Regions from separate parts of the Sus scrofa genome. Here region 1 is linked to region 2. The links are chromatin contacts, called in public HiChIP or PLAC-seq maps. All regions are on one chromosome and are shown on one strand. Each heading gives the region's core, a stretch centred on a gene start, on an enhancer-like site or on the middle of the called end of the contact. The rest is flanking DNA. Distances are from core to core; before and after follow the strand shown.

What was found. HiChIP or PLAC-seq counts read pairs in DNA pulled down with a chosen protein or histone mark.
Region 1: an H3K27ac HiChIP or PLAC-seq map of skeletal muscle shows a contact between it and region 2. The contact joins two enhancer-like sites. A contact is called at or near these places in 5 of 47 Hi-C or Micro-C datasets (fetal heart ventricle, liver, omental adipose tissue and 2 more) and 2 of 2 datasets of contacts at active chromatin or transcription factors (alveolar macrophages and skeletal muscle).

What each region holds. Positions count from the first base shown.
Region 1 is chr13:131,244,957-131,248,747 of Sscrofa11.1, reverse strand. All of the region lies in intron 1 of LOC110256390 (a long non-coding RNA gene), which reads left to right. Among named protein-coding and RNA genes, the nearest start is that of CPN2, 91 kb to the left of the region's middle. Within about 2 kb of position 1,972, at least 7 of the 83 cell types and tissues checked have an H3K27ac peak or open chromatin away from gene starts, as enhancers often do. A contact at or near this core is called in skeletal muscle, where this site is marked.
Region 2 is chr13:130,781,506-130,785,386 of Sscrofa11.1, reverse strand. No RefSeq gene overlaps it. Among named protein-coding and RNA genes, the nearest start is that of OPA1, 160 kb to the right of the region's middle. Within about 2 kb of position 1,741, at least 24 of the 83 cell types and tissues checked have an H3K27ac peak or open chromatin away from gene starts, as enhancers often do. A contact at or near this core is called in skeletal muscle, where this site is marked.

The sequences.
Region 1 (3,791 bases), core at 723-3,222, 460 kb before region 2:
TCTTGCTCCCCATTGCAGACTCAGCACCTAGTATAGGACTTTTCAAGTGCTTGCTCATAATATTTATTGACTCAATGAGTGAAAGTGAGTAAGCTGGTGTAGACCTTCCATGGTGATCTGTCTGATCTCATCTCTCTTCTCACTCTTGGCGCCTGTCCTGAGCTCCTTCTGGTTCCCTGTCTATCTATCTCTTCCAGAAGCCTTCTCTTGTCTTCCCATCTGAATGAGATGGCTGCTCTGTGCCTCAGAGCCCACACCACACACCCAGCCCATTCCTGTGATCATGTATCTCGCTGCCCTAGAATTGCCTGTTACACTGTGCATCAGTTGTTCACACTTGACACTAAGTCCCATGAAGCAGCATCGCTGCTTTATTAGTCACTGTCTTCCTAGCACTCTGCATACAGGAGGTGCTCCTTAAGTATTTGTGGATTAGTGAGTTCCCGTCATGGCGCAGCAGAAACGAATCCAACTAGGAACCATGAGGTTGTGGGTTTAATCCCTGGCCTTGCTCAGTGAGTTAAGGATCCTGCGTTGCCATGAGCTGTGGTGTAGGTCGTACACGTGGCTCAAATCCTGCATTGCTGTGGACTAAATGAAGATCTAGAAATTACTGCTTCTCCACCTAACCCCTTGCACCCTCACATCTCCCCCAGCCCCCAACCCCATCCATCTGGGGTTTGGCACTGGTCACTCTGACGTGCAGGGAAGTCCTCCCCTGGAAGCGTGTATCTGGGTGCTAGCATCGCCCCTCCCGGTTCTTGTCTGATATTGGGGTGCTTTGTTCAGTGACCTGACCTGCACAGTAAGCAGGATGTGCTTCGCTGGTTCTGACCTCCCAGAGTCTCTCTGATGTCCCCATCTGGCATTTTCTGACTGGGTCTCCTATAGTGTTGGTGCTGGGTTGATCCCCTCACTGGACTGTGAGTCCCCCAGGCAGGGGCGGCATCTAATTCATGTCTGGCTACCCTCCCCCATCTCCACAGCCCCCCGGAATAAGGGCTTATTTGTACACAGTGGGTTCCCAGGTAAAGGCAGACGGCTCCCTTGGGTGGACAAGAAGCTGGAGAGGTTCAGGGTTTGCTCTGGGAATTGGGGCGACTGGAGGGAAGCCCAGAAGGTATGGCAGGGAGCTATTTCTCACCAGGAGTGTGGGTGAAGGAGGAGACAGCGGGGCAGGAAGAGCAGCGGAGCGCGAGGTGCAGGGCAGGAGACGAGAGAGCAGAGTCCCCGGCCTCAGTGCCCGGTTAGTCATGCCCAAGGTCCCCAGCCAGCCAGCCAGGCAGGTGCCCACGGAGCTGTGCCTGTGGGAGTTGTGAGCACGTGCCTCTCGTCGACCCCAGGGACCTCACTCGCCCAGCGTGATGTAAAGGGCCTCACACCCTCCTCATCGAAGAATCAAGTCAGCGAAGTGTTGTATGTCTCCTGCGGAAAGGCTGTGAAGCAAAGGTTAGCGATCTTCACCGCAATCGCCACCGCCCCCCGCTTACTGCTTCTCACATCTGTTTACCCGGTGTTCACCTTTGTTATCTCATCTGATCACCACAGCTGCCGTTATTTACACTTCGTAGTTGAAGACACTGAAGTTCAGAGAGGTTGAAGGGCTAACCCAAGGTCACACAGTCAGCCTTTCGGGGGTGGTGGTTGTGGTGATGCTATGGACTGAAAAACCCGCTCTGAAAATCCTCTTAAATGGCGTGGGCAGGCACACAGCCCAAGTCTGGCTGTGCACACGTGTCAGTGGGCCTGATCTGATTTTCCCCCGTGTCTATCCATGCCTTCGCATGTCTGGGGGGCCCGTGGATGATTCAGGGCGTGCCTTTGCAGGTGCTGATGGGTGGAACCGCGTGGGGGCGCATCCTTGGGGTCGCAGGCGTGCATGTGGGCTGGCCTCGTACACCCGCTGCACACAGGCACTCGCCCCCTTCTCAGATGTCTTGGCTGTGGGTTTGACAACTGAAACCCAGCTGCGCTCTGGCCAGGAAACATCCGCTGTGGAAACCTAGGAGGAGCTGACAGTCCCTAAAGAGGGGTTCCACATGCTGCCAGCAAGCGCTCCTGGCGCACTGCCTAATTCCTTGCAAATGCTCCTTAAATCTGTTTCTAATTTGGACTCTGCCTTCCCCTGCCCCCACCCAACCCTCCCCACTCTCCCACCTTGCCTCAAACCAGTCAAATTATGCTGAATAATGGCTGTGGAGGGGGAGAGTGCTAAAGGTCGCCAGTGGGCTGTTGGAGGGTGTAATAATGTCACATTTTAATTTACGTGGGGAACGGTGTGGGGATCAAAACCAATAAATTTGAGCTGTACTCGCAACCCCAGCCAACGGTAACTCTTGAAGGTCATGCCACTTCCAGGGAAGAAATCGCTAACTGTCCCACCCCGCAGTCCACCGTGCTGGAGAAAACTCATGTGCGTACGCACAGATGCAAAACACAGCATCTTCTGTCTGTAAGGGGATGTGGATTTGGAGATTTGCAGCATCAGCAAGAATCTCTCCAGTTGTTGGAGTATCACCCAGATGTTCAGGGTATTAAGATTCTAAAACAAAATATGTCTTCCATATATTTCGCAGCCCTGTGAAATATTCAACACCAGGGTGACTCAGATCCATGGGAAAGTGTATACAAAGCAGAACGAGAAGAGTCAAAAGCAGAGTTGTATGCACACATTGATGGCAGCTCTGAAAGCTTATTTACATGCGAGAAAGGTGGGGAGGGGGCCCCTGGAAGACATCTGTTGGAACTGTGTTTGTGTTGAGGGGCTGGGGATGTGCCTTGAGGCGCCGTTGTTTTACTAATTAATGGGGTCTTAAAATATGAATTCTCGGAAGGCAGAAGTTTTGCTCTACTGATCCCTTTTGGTCCACTTGGAATCCAGAGATTGAGGAGTCTAGAGATAGTTCTCACCTGTGCTCTGTGGCCAGGTAGCCCGGGGAGCCAGGAGCAGGAGGAAGCCATGAGTTATCAGTATCTGGAGGCCTTTGCAAGGGAGGCCATGGTCACGGTGATCTGGTGCGAGCCCCGCCCCCTCCCTGAGAGTCTGCAACTGGCGTGTGCTCCAGGGGCTGCTGAGGGGGCCTGGCGTGCTGCCCATCCCTCAGCTGGCTCTGCAACCGAGGGAAGGTGGGGTTTGCAGTCCTGGGGGCCACCGCGGGGAAGCCGTGAGGCTGTCAAGGCTCCAGAGCACACGCTGCTCCATCTGGTTGGAAAGGAAGTGGGAGGGGGAGAAGCTGCTCTGGGTTGAACGACACCCTGAGGACTTGTGCTCCCTCCTCTCCACCACACACCAGACAGCGGCCACCAGGCTGCCTTGGGAAGAAAGAGGAGGAGGGGGCTGCACATCTGCCCCAGGGCCTGTCTCTGGTTTCATCCTGCGCTGCAGTTCCCTTTCATATCCTTTTCCTTTTCAAACGGTTACCATTTACTTAGTTGTCTGTGTGTGATGCTAGGGACCTCGCGTATGCCCAAAGCCTCCTTTCAGCCTCAGAATGTACCTGCAAGGTGAGTGCGGCAGAGATGGCTCGCCTTCAACTGGAAGTCCCTACTTCCCTGTCTTTAGGGTTAAGTCATTGCTAGGAAGTAGCTGCTCATCCAGGGACCACATTTCCCAACCCCCTTTATAGCGAGTTGTAGCTGGAGGACTGGGTTCTGACCAACGGGTTGTGAACAGAAATGAGTTGCTCCGCTACAGAGCCTGGCCCATAAAAAACTCCCAGGAAGCTCTCTCCAAACTCGATCCGCTTCTGCCCAGATGGACTGGGGGACAACCTTCAAGATGACCACAGAGC
Region 2 (3,881 bases), core at 492-2,991:
GAGCATATAACCTGGGGAGGAGAGGGCTTTTGGAGCCAGGACCCTGTCTCCAGCGTGTGAAGGGAAGCCGGAGGCCAGGCAAGATGCAAGCCCATGCAGAACATGTGTCCTGAGCAGGCTACACACCTCTTACTCAGAACTGTCTTTCCTCATCCACAAGGGGACGATAACACCTATGACAGCAATATCCCCAGGCTTTTCTTTCTTTCTTTTTTTGTCTTTTTTTTCAGGGCCACACCCACGGCATATGGAGGTTCCCAGACTAGGGTTCTAATCAGAACTGTAGCCGTCAGCCTACGCCAGAGCCACAGTGATGCCAGATCTGAGCTGCACCTGAGACCTACTCCACAACTCACGGCAATGCCAGATCCTTAACCCACTGAGCGAGGCCAGGGATTGAACCCGCAACCTCATGGTTCCTAGTCGGATTTATTTCCACCACGCCACGTCGGGAACTCCTCCCCGGGCTTTTCTGGATGGCGACACAACATACGCAGGATGGCTAGCACCTTGTGGGGACTTTGCAGAGATTCCTGTGTCCCTTCTCTACCACATGAATTTCCTGTCCTGCGTCTCTCCGGTGGGTGAAAGCTGTCAGAAAATGGACTTGGGTTCCTATTAGGCAAGACTTTCCTACAGACGGAACTGTTCCAGGAGACAGCAAATCTCCATAGACAGAGTGGCCATATGGTACTTCCTAGGGAAAATCCAGGAGGCTCTGCCTTTGATGTCTCAAAACTTCCACAAGGAGGTGGGATCGGAAAGCCCTGCACCCTTCCCCACTAGCTCCTCTCTGGTCCTGTCCCTCCTCCAGCCAGCCTGGTCCCAGAAAGGCTCAATTAAGAAGGCATTTCCAGGCCTCTCTGAGGCTGGCACCACCACATTTTTTGCATTCTCTCCTCTGATGCATGTCTCTGTGTGTGTGTGTATCTCACCTACCCCAGGAGTCCTGTGACCCCACCTAAGAGGGAGTTTCTCCTTTGACCTCATTGTTCCAGCTGGTAGAATTTTCTCCAGGCTCTGGAAAGAATTGTCTTTGCTGAGCCCAGACTCTCCAGGACTTGTGAGCATGCCCTGTTCTGGACTCGTGGGGATTCGGGGATGAGTGGGACCTGGCCCCCAGCCTGGGGTAACCACCATCATATGCAAGTGACGTGTACTTGTGCAAGTTGCTCTCACCCTGGGAGAGTTGATTGATGCCCGAGGGCTGGAGCGCCAGAGGCCCAAGGAGGCAGCTAGTGATTAATTCTGACACCAGGCGCACAGGTCAGCCACAGCTTCACACAGTTGGTGAGGTTGAAACTGGGGTTCAGGGATGAGTCAGGGGATTGGGAGTGGGAGGAATGCCCAGGATTTCGAAGCTCTCGTTGGCTTCATTTTTGGTCTGTGAATCCTTTTGTTCTCTTGGGTTTTCACACCAGTGAAAGCATTTCCCTTCCAGGGTGTGACCCGTCCTGGCTTCAGACACCCCTTTGGGTGGAACCTTGCAGGAAGGACTCGTCTGGCCGCCAGAGTTGGACCAGATGCTGCCCCCCGCCCCCGGCCCCGAGAAGCCGCCCCCCCTTCCCTTTTCCTCTCTCCCCTCTAGTGCCCCGTCTGGGGAAACTTATCCAAGTTCCAAATAGTAAATTTAAGTCCTTGGCAGCCCTCCCACAGATGACTCCCAAATTATCCCATTCCAAGCCTGGGGGTGGGGAGGCCAGGAGTTCAGGCCTGAGGATGTGGCTGGTGGTCTGAGAGCTCCGTGCGCCATCTGCTGGCAGAAACCAGTAGCCAGCCTGGAGTGGGAGGCAGGGGAGAGCCTGTTGGTTGGTTGGTTTCATTTTAATTTAATTTTTATTTTATACTGGAGTAGAGATGAGTTACAATGCTGTGTTAGTTTCAGGGGTACAGCAAAATGCTTCCGTTATACATATACACATACCCATTCTTTTTTGTATTTTTTTTCCCATGGAGGTTATTACCAAATAATGAGTAGAGCTCCTTGTGCTATATAGCAGGTCCTGGTTGATGATCTATTTTATGTATAGTAGTGTGTATATGTTAATGGAAAAATCTGAATTGACCCTTCCCCTCAACGTTTCCCCTTTGGTAACCATAAATTATTTCCTGTGTGGGTGAGTCCATTTCTGTTGTCGCCTTAAAAAAATGCACAGCCTGAACGTTGAGGGTTACGTTCTATTTGGGGCAAAATTCGGGCTTAAGCCCGGGAGACAGCATCTCAGGTAGCCCTGAGAAAACTGCTCCAAGGAAGTGAGTGGGAAGCTAGGATATATAGGATAAAGGTCAAGGGGGAGGTGCCTGCAGCCGTGCACACATTTTCTAAAATTTGCTGCTGGTCTCCTGAAGGTTACCACTAGTCACACCGAACAGACATCACCATGAAGGATTTTAGTGTTTTTCCATCTAGAAAGATAGAGGAGATGCAAGAAGTGGGCTCCTAAAAATATCTAAGTATCTGAAGACCTGTTCTTCCAGTTTTCCCAGAGCACAGAGTACCTTACTCCTGAGCTCCGCTCAGGGGCTGTTGTGGGTCGGCGGCTGCAGTGGCTCGTGACTTAATCCATGTAGACTGTGATGGCAAGTGCCAAACTCCAGTTCACACTGTTTTGTAAATAACTTCATTTGTATCATTTTTTTAGATTCCACCAGCCCTGGTTGCGCATCTCTGACAGAGAAGGCAATGCACCATCTAACTGACAAAGTCAGAAAAGGGAGAAGTAAGGCGCGCGTGTGCATGTGTGCGTGCACGTGTATGTGCCACGTCGGTGCCTGTGTGGATTCCTCCACGGCCACTGCCTGCAGCCAGGCTGTGGGTAATTTGGGAGGTGTGTTGGGATGGCGTGCATGCTTCTGTTATAGTTCCCTAGGGTGAGTCTACGAGTCTGTCTCCAGAGTAAAAAGACAGTAAATAAGAAAGTAATCAGGCCCAGATGTATCCCTCCAAGGGAAGTTTCCAGATGTCCTCTCATTAATCCTCAGTCCAAACCACGGGTGACGTGTGAGACTCCGTTGATTGCCTTTTCAGTCGGGGAGAGTGAGACACACAGCACGATCGGGACCCAGAGTGAGAACACTGGGCTTTACTACAAGCACCCAATGACCTGGTGATAAAGACCTTACAAGTCATTTAGTCCATCCCTGCCGTTTCGCAGAGGAAGAGCCATGAATTCAATGGTGGAGGAGCAAGAGAGAGCGTTCCCAGGAGGTTCCCTTTAAAGTCCTTCTCACCAGGAGTTCTGAGGGAAAAATCCCCAGCCCAGCCCCCTGGGTGTGCCAGGAGGATCCCAGGCAACTGCTCCCCTGCCCCGCCCCACCTCTGCCTCACCTCTTCTCTATTTATATTCCTGAAAGAATTTCCTGACCCGTAAATCTTGAGAGATTTATTATTTCCTGTGGCAGGCATCCCCTTCCTTGGAAAAATGTGGCTTGCCAGTTGCAGATTCAGAACCACAGTGGGGTCACAGCTCCCAAACGGCAGTGGCATTTCTCCTGGAAGCCTTCCATTGTCCCCTGTGGGGCTCCCAAGGACACTACTCACTCTTCCTGGCTTCCAATTAATGCTGCGGGAACAGGTTGGAAGAGCAGCCAAAAGTCCCAGGAGGACTGAAGGGCTTGATTCCCTGGCTCACATCCCCTGGAAGAAGGCGGGGGTGGGTGTGGGGAATGGGGGGTGGGGTGGGAGGGCTGGGATCTTCCTTTTTTCTCTCCAAAACCACTGCCTCCAACTTCAGGTTCTTGTTTCTTTCTTTTTTCTTTTTTTCCTTCACTGTGAGGAGAATCTTCCTAAAACACAGCTCAGCTCCGAATCCTACAGGCAATGCCTCCTTTTTGCATATGATAAGTTTATATATTTTACAGGGTCTTCAACCCCTCCAACA